Regions from separate parts of the Mus musculus genome. Here regions 1 and 2 are each linked to region 3. A link is a contact called in public Hi-C and HiChIP or PLAC-seq data. All regions are on one chromosome and are shown on one strand. The core of a region is the stretch at or near the end of the contact, and the rest is flanking DNA. Distances in the headings are between cores, read along the strand shown. Region 1 has its middle 47 kb from the start of Gm52779. Region 2 has its middle 8.0 kb from the start of Gm52779. Region 3 has its middle 51 kb from the start of Lnx1.

The links. HiChIP or PLAC-seq counts read pairs in DNA pulled down with a chosen protein or histone mark. Hi-C and Micro-C count contacts between places; a contact is called where the count stands out from the background.
Region 1: a contact with region 3 is called in a Hi-C map of embryonic fibroblasts, with 2.1 times the contacts expected there. The contact joins two enhancer-like sites. A contact is called at or near these places in 4 of 484 Hi-C or Micro-C datasets (embryonic fibroblasts, embryonic stem cells and trophoblast stem cells), 2 of 115 datasets of contacts at active chromatin or transcription factors (both in embryonic stem cells) and 1 of 9 other capture datasets (embryonic stem cells).
Region 2: a contact with region 3 is called in a CTCF HiChIP or PLAC-seq map of the NIH/3T3 cell line, with 7 read pairs. The contact joins two enhancer-like sites. A contact is called at or near these places in 1 of 15 datasets of contacts at CTCF or cohesin (the NIH/3T3 cell line) and 2 of 484 Hi-C or Micro-C datasets (adipose-derived mesenchymal stem cells and epiblasts).

The regions. Positions count from the first base shown.
Region 1 is chr5:74,895,606-74,899,262 of GRCm38.p6, forward strand. No RefSeq gene overlaps it. Among named protein-coding and RNA genes, the nearest start is that of Gm52779, 47 kb to the right of the region's middle. Within about 2 kb of position 1,691, at least 71 of the 459 cell types and tissues checked have an H3K27ac peak or open chromatin away from gene starts, as enhancers often do. A contact at or near this core is called in embryonic fibroblasts, where this site is marked.
Region 2 is chr5:74,934,641-74,937,953 of GRCm38.p6, forward strand. No RefSeq gene overlaps it. Among named protein-coding and RNA genes, the nearest start is that of Gm52779, 8.0 kb to the right of the region's middle. Within about 2 kb of position 1,636, at least 56 of the 459 cell types and tissues checked have an H3K27ac peak or open chromatin away from gene starts, as enhancers often do. A contact at or near this core is called in the NIH/3T3 cell line, where this site is marked.
Region 3 is chr5:74,752,498-74,756,014 of GRCm38.p6, forward strand. No RefSeq gene overlaps it. Among named protein-coding and RNA genes, the nearest start is that of Lnx1, 51 kb to the left of the region's middle. Within about 2 kb of position 1,399, at least 54 of the 459 cell types and tissues checked have an H3K27ac peak or open chromatin away from gene starts, as enhancers often do. A contact at or near this core is called in the NIH/3T3 cell line and embryonic fibroblasts, where this site is marked.

The DNA of each region.
Region 1 (3,657 bases), core at 441-2,940, 140 kb after region 3:
ATCACCTAGCTCCAGGTCTAATTAAGAATCCAGCCATTTTCAGGCGGCCTCAGTAGCTCTCATTTCTCTCTAATGAAAACTCTGCTTCCATTAGAATGCACTGTCAGGGCTCTGCAAGACCTGACCTTGCCCTTGCTCGGCTTCTCCTGCAACTTGTGCTGAGCAGCCTTAGCTTGGTCCTCTGTAGTTAGCTATCCAGAGCCCACACCACTCTTACATCAACCCCTTCTCTGACTAAATCCTTCCTATGGGATACGTAGACATCTAGGCTTCCAGGAAGCCCCCTTGGCTCTTCCAGGATGCTGCATTGTCTAGCCCTTGTTTGTCTTTTCTTAGCAATTCTATGATTTCCCAGAGCTCCCTGCTGGACTATGGAGCAAACCCTTGGGAGCAGACACTCCCTTTATTGGTTAACCTCGATCTCCTGCCCCAGAACCTTCAAGGTGTCGCACACTTGTTGGGTGAATGGGCCAGTTGGCGGCCATCCTCATTCTCATTATGTGTAGCAGCAGGATCCCATTGCCAGAGCCCCAAACCCCAATTCTTGTGCCTCCGACTCTCTAATGGATGCGCTATCACAACTGCAGTATCATTTTCTTTGCTGCTAAGACAGTATAGCCAACAAGATGCTACTGAGGGACAGAGAGTGAATTATAGACCATCGGTTGAGGGGATAAAGCCTTCATGGTGGGAGGCCCTGGCAGCAGGAGTGAGGGGCAGCTGGTCACATTGTGTTGTAGTCAGGAAGCAGAGAGCATAGGAGCTGGTGGGGCCAGACTACAGAATCCCAGTTCTGTTCCCAGTGGTCCACTTCCTTCAGCAAAGCTTCACCTCTGCACAAACTCAGATGGCACCAGCAGTTGGAGACCAAGCATTGAGCATTTCCCACCATAGCAATCTTACCACAGGGTCTGTCAAATTATCTCTCTCACTCTATGAGTATGTTCTGAGGAGGGGATCCCTCCGAGTGACAGTGAATCCAGAATGGCCTCACACAGCCTGCCCCTGTTGACCAGAGACCTGGATGTGACTCTATCTTTTATCCCCTTCTGAGTTTATGCCTGACTCTTCAGGCTGAGAACAACAAGGACAGAGTCAGAGAGGAAAGGGGACAGTGGGAGAGATGGTTCAATACAAATATAGTGACATATATGAACAAAATACCACAATTAAATAATCAGTTGGTATTTGACATTTTAATTTAAAAATTCCTTTAAAAAAAAAACAGCTCAACCAAGGCCTCAATATATCCTTACTTGCAAACTGGCTTCCAATTTCATAAATTCTTCATGCTTGGGCCTTTGAGAACAAGGTGTCCTTGATAGTTCTTAGTCTCATAGCATAATAAAAGAGAGACAAAAGAGAACACTTGGGAAGCTGAGGCAGGAGGATTATGAGGTTGAGGCCAGCCTGGACTCCATGCGAGACACTGTCCCTAAACAAAACACATGAAAGAAATACATATCTATCCACCCTCAGGCTTAACCACATGAGTGTTTCCACTGTGCTTTTACAAACCGAACTGAAATCTGACCCCTGCTACCAGATTCATATTCTAATAAAATAGCAAGGAGGGATTTCCCTAGAGCCATAGTGAATCAGCAGCATGTGTCAGACAGGACTGAGCTGCACCACCCTTCCTGACTGGAAAGCAAAGATGCAGACCAAGATTGTTCTTGGCTGCAGAAGGAGATGACTGGGTAGTTAACCGAGAAAAGCACCCGGAGGAGACAAAGCGCTTGAGATCAGGCGGTCTGCACTCCTAGGGGTCGGATAGGAGACTATGTCACCCCCGTGAAGACATGATACTGGTATTACTCAGATATTTCCAGGATCTGGGCTTTGTGGCGAAATGTGCTGACCTCGTTATAGAACACTGCCCTGAGAGAGAGCATTCCTTGGCATAATGAAGCTTTGAGTCATATTAAGGACGGGATCTCTCCATGACCTCTGCAACTCCTCCATTATGGAATTAGGAACTTTCACAGCACAGAGGGTGATTCAGGAATGAGACCCTCTATCCAGAACTACAGAGTGCTCGGTGACCACAGGCTTACCCTTTTTGTTTCTCAAGGCTATCCCAAACCCAGGAAAATGAACTATGTTTTACAACCACACACTGTCCAGCTGTCAAAACTCACTCTCTGGGTTGAAGATGTGGTTCAGCGGTTAAGAGCACTGACTGCTCTTCCAAAGGTCCTGAGTTCAATTCCCAGCAACCACACGGTGACACACAACCATCTGTAATGGGATCTGATGCCCTCTTCTGGGGTGTCCGAAGAGAGGAACAGTGTACTCGCATACATAAAATAATCTAAACAAAACAAGACAAAACACCTCAATCCATGCTCTCTGTGCCATAGACTACAAACTTGGGGGTATTGAGGAACAAGATATAGGAATGGCTCGTAGGAAATGCTTGCCCACGTGGTATAGAATTATTAGTCTATCAGTCTTAATAATGAGTAAGTGGGAAGGCCCCATCCTGGGTCCCAAGCTGGTGGCCCAGGTTGCTTTCCTAAATCACTTTAATCCCCTAAGGGTAGATTAGATTATGGACTTTTACAGCAGTGAGGGTGACTCGGGATGGGACTGTAAAGGACCCTCTGGTCCCCTAAGGAGTGATGGCACAGAACACATAGAAGATAGTGTGAGAGGGTTCATTTCTCTCTGATTCCTGGCTGCATATGTAACGTAGTCATCAAAGGCTTCATAACTTGGCTGTCATGTCTTCCCTGCTATGATGGTCTGTAAAACCCAAAAACACCAGCCAAATAAACTCCCCCTTCCTTAACTTCCTTCCGTGGGATATTAGGTCACAACAATGGAAAGGTAGTTACCACACCGAGGAGGGGACTCCAGTTTCTGTCTGTCTTCTCAAGCTGCAGAGCCTCCAAGGAAGGCAAATTGCTCATCTGTCACTTCTACATCCTTGTAGTTAATTACGTGTGGACTAAGTCTCTCTCTCTCTCTCTCTCTCTCTCTCTCTCTCTCTCTCTCTCTCTCTCTCTCTCTCTCTCTCTCCCTCCCTCCCTCCCTCCCTCTCTTCCTCCCTTCCCTAGGATAGAAGAGCTCAATGAAACCCCATTCACAAGTAGACAAAAACTTTATTAAAGAGTCTTCAGTAGTTATTAAGGTGCAGCAACCATAGGATCTTGCTCAGCAGACAAAGGCACTTAGTACCAAGACAGATGTCCTAAGTTGGATTCCCCTAACCCACATAATGAAAAGAGATAACTTCCACAAGTTGGCCTCTGACCTACACACACATTGTGCCATGTGAACATGTGTGTTCACTAAGTACATTATTCATATACTAAATAAATAATCTTAAAGTTATTTATTTTAGTTGACAGCACTCTGTGTACCTATTACACACAGCATGCTGTTTTGAAGTCTATATAAATAATCCAATGGCTGCATTGAGACATTTGCTCTATGCACCGAGGGCTTAAAGTTTGTTCTCTTAATGCTTTTCACAAACCTTGTGTTAGTCATATTTCCATTACTATAACAAAGCAAATAATTGAGATGAATCTACACAGAGAAGTTTGCTTCGGTCGATAGTTTTGGGGATTGGTCCTTGGTTGCTCAGTGCACACACTCACAAGGATTTGTTATCTGTTTTCTTAGTAATTGACAGTGACTAGAATTTAG
Region 2 (3,313 bases), core at 386-2,885, 180 kb after region 3:
CCTTTTTTTTTTTTTTTAAGTTTAAAAAAAATATTTTATGTTAATGGGTGTTTTCTTTTTCCCTGCATCTATGTCTGAACTACACATACGGCTGCTTCCCATAGAGGCCACAAGAGGTTGTCAGATCCGCTGGAACTGGAGTTACAGACAGCTGTGAGCCTCTGTGCAGGTTCTGAGAACCAAACCTGAGCCCTCTGAGAGCAGCAAGAGTTCTCAGCCACTGAGCCGTCTCTGCAGCTCTCCTTCCTTGTAGCATCCAACTGCCTTTGGTATTGTAGTCTATGGTGTAATCTACCTTAAGGGCGATTCTCTTTGGCTATACTCATCATATGTTCAGGATCTAACATAAAGACATGGCCAAGGATTTTCTGAACCCTCTTACAATTTTTAAAAAAAAAAAAACACATTTATACAGGTAATGGAAAGAAATGACTTTTTAATTAAAGATTTACTATTGTTATTTTTAATTGTGTGTATGGAAGGTCTGAGTGTGGATGTGTGCACCTAAGTGCAGGTGCTCAAGAGAGCCAGAGGAGCCAGAGGAGCCAGCTTCCCCCTGGAGTTACAAGTGGTTGTGAGCCTGTCACCATGGATACTGAGTACCAGACTCTAAAAGAACAGTATGTGCTCTTAACCACTGAGCCATCCTCTATAAACCCAGAATTTAAAAAAAAAAATTTACTTTCAGGCTAGGGAGATGGCTCAGTGGTTAAGAGCACTTGCTGCTCTTGCAGAGGTCCTGAGTTCAATTCCTAGCACGCACATGGTAGCTCAAAACCATTCACAACTTTAGTTCCAGGAGATCTCATGTCCTTTTCTGACCTCTTTCGACACCAAGTATACATGTGGTACATACATATACATGTGGGCAAAACATTCACTCATAAAATAAAAAGAATACTTTTTTAAGATGTCTTTCATTGCAAAGAATGATCTTGCCTGTAGTCAGAACTAGGCTGGACCACAAAGATAAGGAATGGACACCTCTCTGTGTATGCCTGCCACAGGTAAACTGCTTTAAGTCTCGTGGGCGTGCTTCAGATCCTCCTGTTCGTAGACCTCAATATATTTGAGAATCCTTCCATTTTCTCTTTAGGCAGAGTGAGTCACATTCCGCTGGTGCAGCGCTGACTCACTGGAGACCAGTTATGGAGAGGACATTTAGAAAAGGACCTTTTGGATTCAAAGTCTAGAGATGGATCATTTCCTGGTGCGTGTCAGCAGAAGAACTCACGCAGCTGGCCCTCTGAAAGGAATTCTTAAGTCCCAGCGCTCAGAGGAAACTGTGGAGTTAAGATTGTTTGTTCATGGCAGAATTGGCTCTAGAACCAGAAAGGTTAAATTATAAATCTTCGACAAAACACAAGTTTCTCTACATCATTTTCCTCTGGAACTAGATGAGAAACAGCTGGACGCTGGAATAGAAAAACCACTGGAAAGACTCAATGGTGGCCAGCAATGCTTGCTCTGGCCCTTCCTGCAGCCAATGCCCGATCCCAGACTCAGCTCAGCTGTCTGATTCCCCAGAATCTCTTCCAGAACATTCCACCTCTTGCTTCCTCCTGAGCACACCTCCCCATTCCTCATGGCACTCTGGCTACTGGGAAGTATCTTACTCACCTGTTTGTCATCACTATTCTTGCCACAGTGTGTCATGAGAGTAGCAGTCTCGCCTGGCTGTGTGTCACAGTCACATCCCACAGGGCAGGCACATGCAGGTGCTCAGCTGATGTGTTCCGACGGGCTCGCACATGACTGACTGACCACTGCATTCTGCAGTTTTCTCCTCACCATTTCTTGTGCAGCCAGAGGCAAGCTGATGAGATGCACAAGAATAGTTTGGCACCAGCCTGACTTCAAACTCCACTTGAGATACCTAGAAAGTCTAGCCGGCGCAGGCTTTTGTGAGTTCAGCATAGATGGCTTATTTTTCTCACATCTGTCTCCCTAGCCTTCAGAACTCTGCTTGGGATATAAAAGACACTCAACAAATGGATAGATCTTTACCAGTTACGTGTTAACCATTATTACTAACAACCTATCTCATCTAATCACCACTACAACAGAATGCTTGTACTGGCTGGATTTGTGTGTCAACTTGACACAAGCTGGAGTTATCATAGAGAAAGCAATTTCAGTTGGGGAAATGCCTCCATGAGATACAACTGTAAGGCCTTTTCTCAATTAGTGATCAAGGGGGGGAGGGCCCCTTGTGGGTGCTGCCATCCCTGGGCTGGTAGTCTTGGGTCTATAAGAGAGAAGCAAGCCAGGGGAAGCAAGCCAGTAAGTAACATCCCTCCATGGCCTCTGCATCAGCTCCTGCTTCCTGACCTGCTTGAGTTCCAGTCCTGACTTCCTTTGGTGATGAACAGCAGTATGGAAGTGTAAGCCGAATAAACCCTTTCCTCCCCAACTTGCTTCTTGGTCATGATGTTTGTGCAGGAATAGAAACCCTGACTATGACAGTGCTAAACTGTACGTCACATTTTATAGATGAGAAAAAGGAGCTTTGGAGTTCCCTTCAGTTCAAAAACAAAACAACAAAAACAAACCTCTCCAGGAAGAATGTTTGTAGGCAGGTCTGTCAGACACCAAGACCATAAAACAGTTGCCATCTCCCGGCCTCCCAAATGGCCCTAACACAAAGTCAAAAAGAGTTTTCTTTTTTTAAGGCGTTTAGTGGGATCAAAGCTGCATCCTACTATAATCCACTGAACCAAAATGTAACCTCATCACCACTGTACCCAGGCCAGGGCCTGGCACGGAGCGGGTGTTGATGAGCGTTAATAAGTAATTGATTGAAGAAAAGAACTAAGGGAGACAGGAGGGGAGTAGAAGGAAGGGTGGGAGAGAGATCTCTGGAGACCCTCGGGGAAAGGCCAGCAGTCATGGGCTTTCTGAGAGGGTGTTATGTCAGAAGCAGCATACACGTGTAGATCCTGTCCCTGACTTCATGATAGAAGCTGCCAGCACCCTGGGAAGCCCCAAATGTGTCCCTGCTCCATCTGCCAAGTCTCCAGTCCTATCAGCATCCTGCCTGGTATTTGAGCTCTCTCAAGGAGGACCTGGGTTGACCCTGTGACCTGCCAGGAGGGAAGAAACAAAGAAACACTGTCTGGGATGTGAATTCCTGTCTCCCACCCCTGTTCCTCCATCACATTAAGGAATAAGACCAGATCCCCCAGGGTGAACGGAGCTCAGCAGTGGAGCACTACTCGCCTTGGATGTACAAGGTCCTAGATTGTGGTCCTCAATAAAAGAGAGCGGGGCTGGCAAATTGGCTCCGTGGGTATTGAGTCTGATAATCAGAGTT
Region 3 (3,517 bases), core at 149-2,648:
CTCGTTCTTGGTATTATGAGCGGGGGATTATTTTGTTGGGTGGGCACTCGCTCCACAGCGTGATTGTGGCATTCAGAGGACTACCTTGTAGACTTGGTTTTCTATCGCCTCTGTGAGGTCTCCAGTGTCTGTACCTGTCAGGCTTGAAGGACAAAGGTCCTTGCTAAGCTATCTTGTCAGCCTGAGTTTCTTAAATATCTACAGAGGGGAATTTGATGTCCTCACTCAGACTCAGGCACTGACTTCCCAGGCAGACCAGGCAGTGAGCAAGCACCTGTGGCCTTAGAATCTATACCCTCCCCTCTCTCCCAAGCGTCCATTCTTCTCAAACAGTTGTGTCCTGGCCAGGGAAGGGTCAGGCAGAGCTCCGGAAGTGTCAGTTGAATCCATTTCTGACTTCCCATGTTAGATTTTGTAATTCATTCCTCATGAAGCCAACAGTCAAGAGAGAATATTGTACTGCTATAAAAATGTTCAGTGACTAGCTTTGGGAAAGCAAGCACCATTTAACTTTAGAACATCAACTTAAGGGGTGGGTGTGTGTGTTCCAAATTCTAATAACCAACATATTTGCCTTGAGTCACTCAGAACTAAAAAACCCTAAGCTGGGAGTTCATCTGTTTTCGGTTTTATATGAATTTGCAAAACTATGGTGACTCACCCACCCCGCCACACCCTCATAGTCTCCTCTGGAATCCTGGTTAGCATGTGTTAGACAATGCTGGGACACCAACTAGATTATTTATTCACACAGGGATTTTATTTATTTGCATTGAGGCAGAACCAGGAAACAACTTCCTGTCCATATTTGGAAGAGACTTCCTGTCTACTGGAAAAGGACTGGGTAAGTAGTATGGAACCGCTCTCCTTGGCTTTCCTTAGACTCCTGGGCTGTTCCTTGGGAAAGGAGAAATAATGGGAGAAGTGCCTGGTGCCATCAGGAGTCGTTGACCAATCTGGGGCTAGGATGCTGTCTAGAAAAGTAAGGTTCTCCTTCCCTCTGCCTCTCAGGTCTTATGCTGAGGCCTGGCAGGCACTGAAGGTGCTTGTGTAGTGCCTCTCCTCTCTCTCCTCTCTTTCTTCAAGGCAGAGTTTCTTTTTTTGCAACAGCCCCAACTGTCCCAAAGCTTGCTTTGTAGACCAGGCTGGTCTATCTCTTGAGTACTGGGATCAAAGGTGTGGCCATCACACCAGCCCCTTGTGCAGCCTCTAAGTGTCCTGGTTTAGGCAAGCTACACTGGTACAGGGATGCCAGGCCAGCTGAGACATGTTGTTCCTTTGCTTCCATCCCCCACCCCCATCACTCTTTGGTGGGTGGCTTAGTCAGGCAATTGTGGGTCTCATGGTCCATGAATCACTCACTATCCACTTGCCTCTTCAGAAAGCCAGCGAACCACCTAAGGCTCCTGGTTGGCTCTTCATTACGTTCCCACCAGAACCTCCTCTTCAAGGGTCATGGACTGGTAGTATACTTTACACCATTTATTTTCCTTGTCTGTCTGTCTGTCTTTGTTTATTTTTATTGAGTCAGATTCCCATCATGTAGCTCAGGCCTACAGCTCACTATGTACTCCACGCTGGCCACAAACTGGAGCTTATCCTGCCTCAGCCAACCACGTGCTGGGTGGCAGATGTGGGCCAGCAGGCCCTGCTGAAAGTGTTCCTTTCATAGCCAACTTCGGATATACCCATGTATAACTTGCTTGTCAAATAAATATCATACTGGAATCATAAAGATGGAAGTCATTGTTGGCCTTAGCTGAGAAAACTAGTGTCTCCCAGGTCCTAGATGTTTTGGGGAAACTTGGTCAAACTCTCTGAGGAATTTAATGGAACAGTTTCATCTTGAGTCACCTGGGTCAGAGCAGAGCTCCGCATCCTGTCTCTGGAGCTGGGGGTCTTGTTCCTTTCTTGGTGCTATTCTAATGGTATTTTGCTCTTAAAAAAAAAAAAGTATTCCATTCTTGTCACAGAAGGAAAGCAGACCTGGAAGGCCTAGGTGGTATCTAAGAGTCTCTGGAAAAGCTAGCAGTGGGAACACGCATCCTGCTCCCATCTCTTCCTCCTGCTTTCCGAGGGGGTCAAGTCTTGTTGCAGCCTCTGATCACACAGCCTTTCCCACTCTTTCTGTGTTTACAGGTTCCCACCTGATTCTCTCCTGAGTAGGATTCAGAGACTGCAGAGGGGAGGGAGAAAGTAAATTGAGTTATGACATGAAGAAAGTCCAGTTTTTAGAAGCAATGATTAAATTTAAAACCCCTCATTAAATTCCAAATTGCAGAAAGTTTGAGCCATCTGTGCAGGATGCTCAGGATGAGGTTGAGGCCAATCATCCCAAGACGTTTGTGTTTTGGTCTTTTTCACTGTTGCTGTTTTTGTTTTGCTCTCTGTAAGTTACAGACATTTCTCTTTGAAGGGGATTCACTTCTTTCTGGGCTCTGTGCAGGCAGGGCTGCAAGACTAAACTTGGCATATTCTGGGAGAGTGACAGAGAAGAGGCGCATCCCGGGCTCCATTCGACAAAGGCTACAGCTTCCACGACCTTGCTTCCAACTCTGGCAACATGACTGGCATTTACTAAAAGCAAGGAAAGCAGCAACGGTAGACATCCTGAATGAAAAGAACAGTGCACGGTGTCATAGAGGTCTTAGAAGGAGAAATTCATGATGCTATTTCAGGCTGTCGGAAAGCCGAGACACAACACCACCCCAAAACAAACAAACAAACACCCCAAAAGCCTTTAAACTTTTAATTTAAGAAGCTCTAGTCTATTGTTTTGATTAACTGATCAGATCAGTTCAAAACCACATTGTAATGAAAAGTGATATTTCCTAAACTGCTTCAGGCAGCTGGGTCCCATTTTGTGTTTTTGTGTTTTTGGTTTTTTTTTTTTTTTCCAAACAGGTTCTCCTTGTTCCAAACCAGCTGCAGCTGCATGTCCTAATTGTATGCCAGAACCCGCATGACTTTTAGGGGGAAACACTTTGGGGAAGGAATGCTGAAATCTCACTTTTTATAGTTGTTATTTGCTGTGATTGTCACATCCTGGCTATCCTTTACCTGAGTGATCATCTCTGGAAACGGAGACGGAGTGTGTCGTGACAAGAACAGGCAGGCCGGATGCCCTCAAATGACTCTCAGCTGGGTCAGACTCCTTCCCACCACTACTTGGTACAGCTCACGCTGCACAAAGGTCTCTTTAATATTGTGAGATTGCTGTTTTGTTTTAAAAATTGCAGAATTAGCACTGACACCGCATGCCTTTGACCCCAGCACTCTGGGAAGCAGAGGCAAGTTGGATCTTGAGGCCAGCCTGGTCTACAGAGTGAGTTTCAGGACAGCCAGAGCTACACAGAGAAACCCTGTCTAAGAAAGCAAAACAAAACAAATTAAAACAACAACAAAACAAACAAACAGAACTAACATTGGCCTTGGTAGCTCATACCCAGAATTCCAACAATCAAGGTAATGATGCTTGGAAGATCGAAGCAAAGTGAGGTGTGTGTGTGTGTGTATG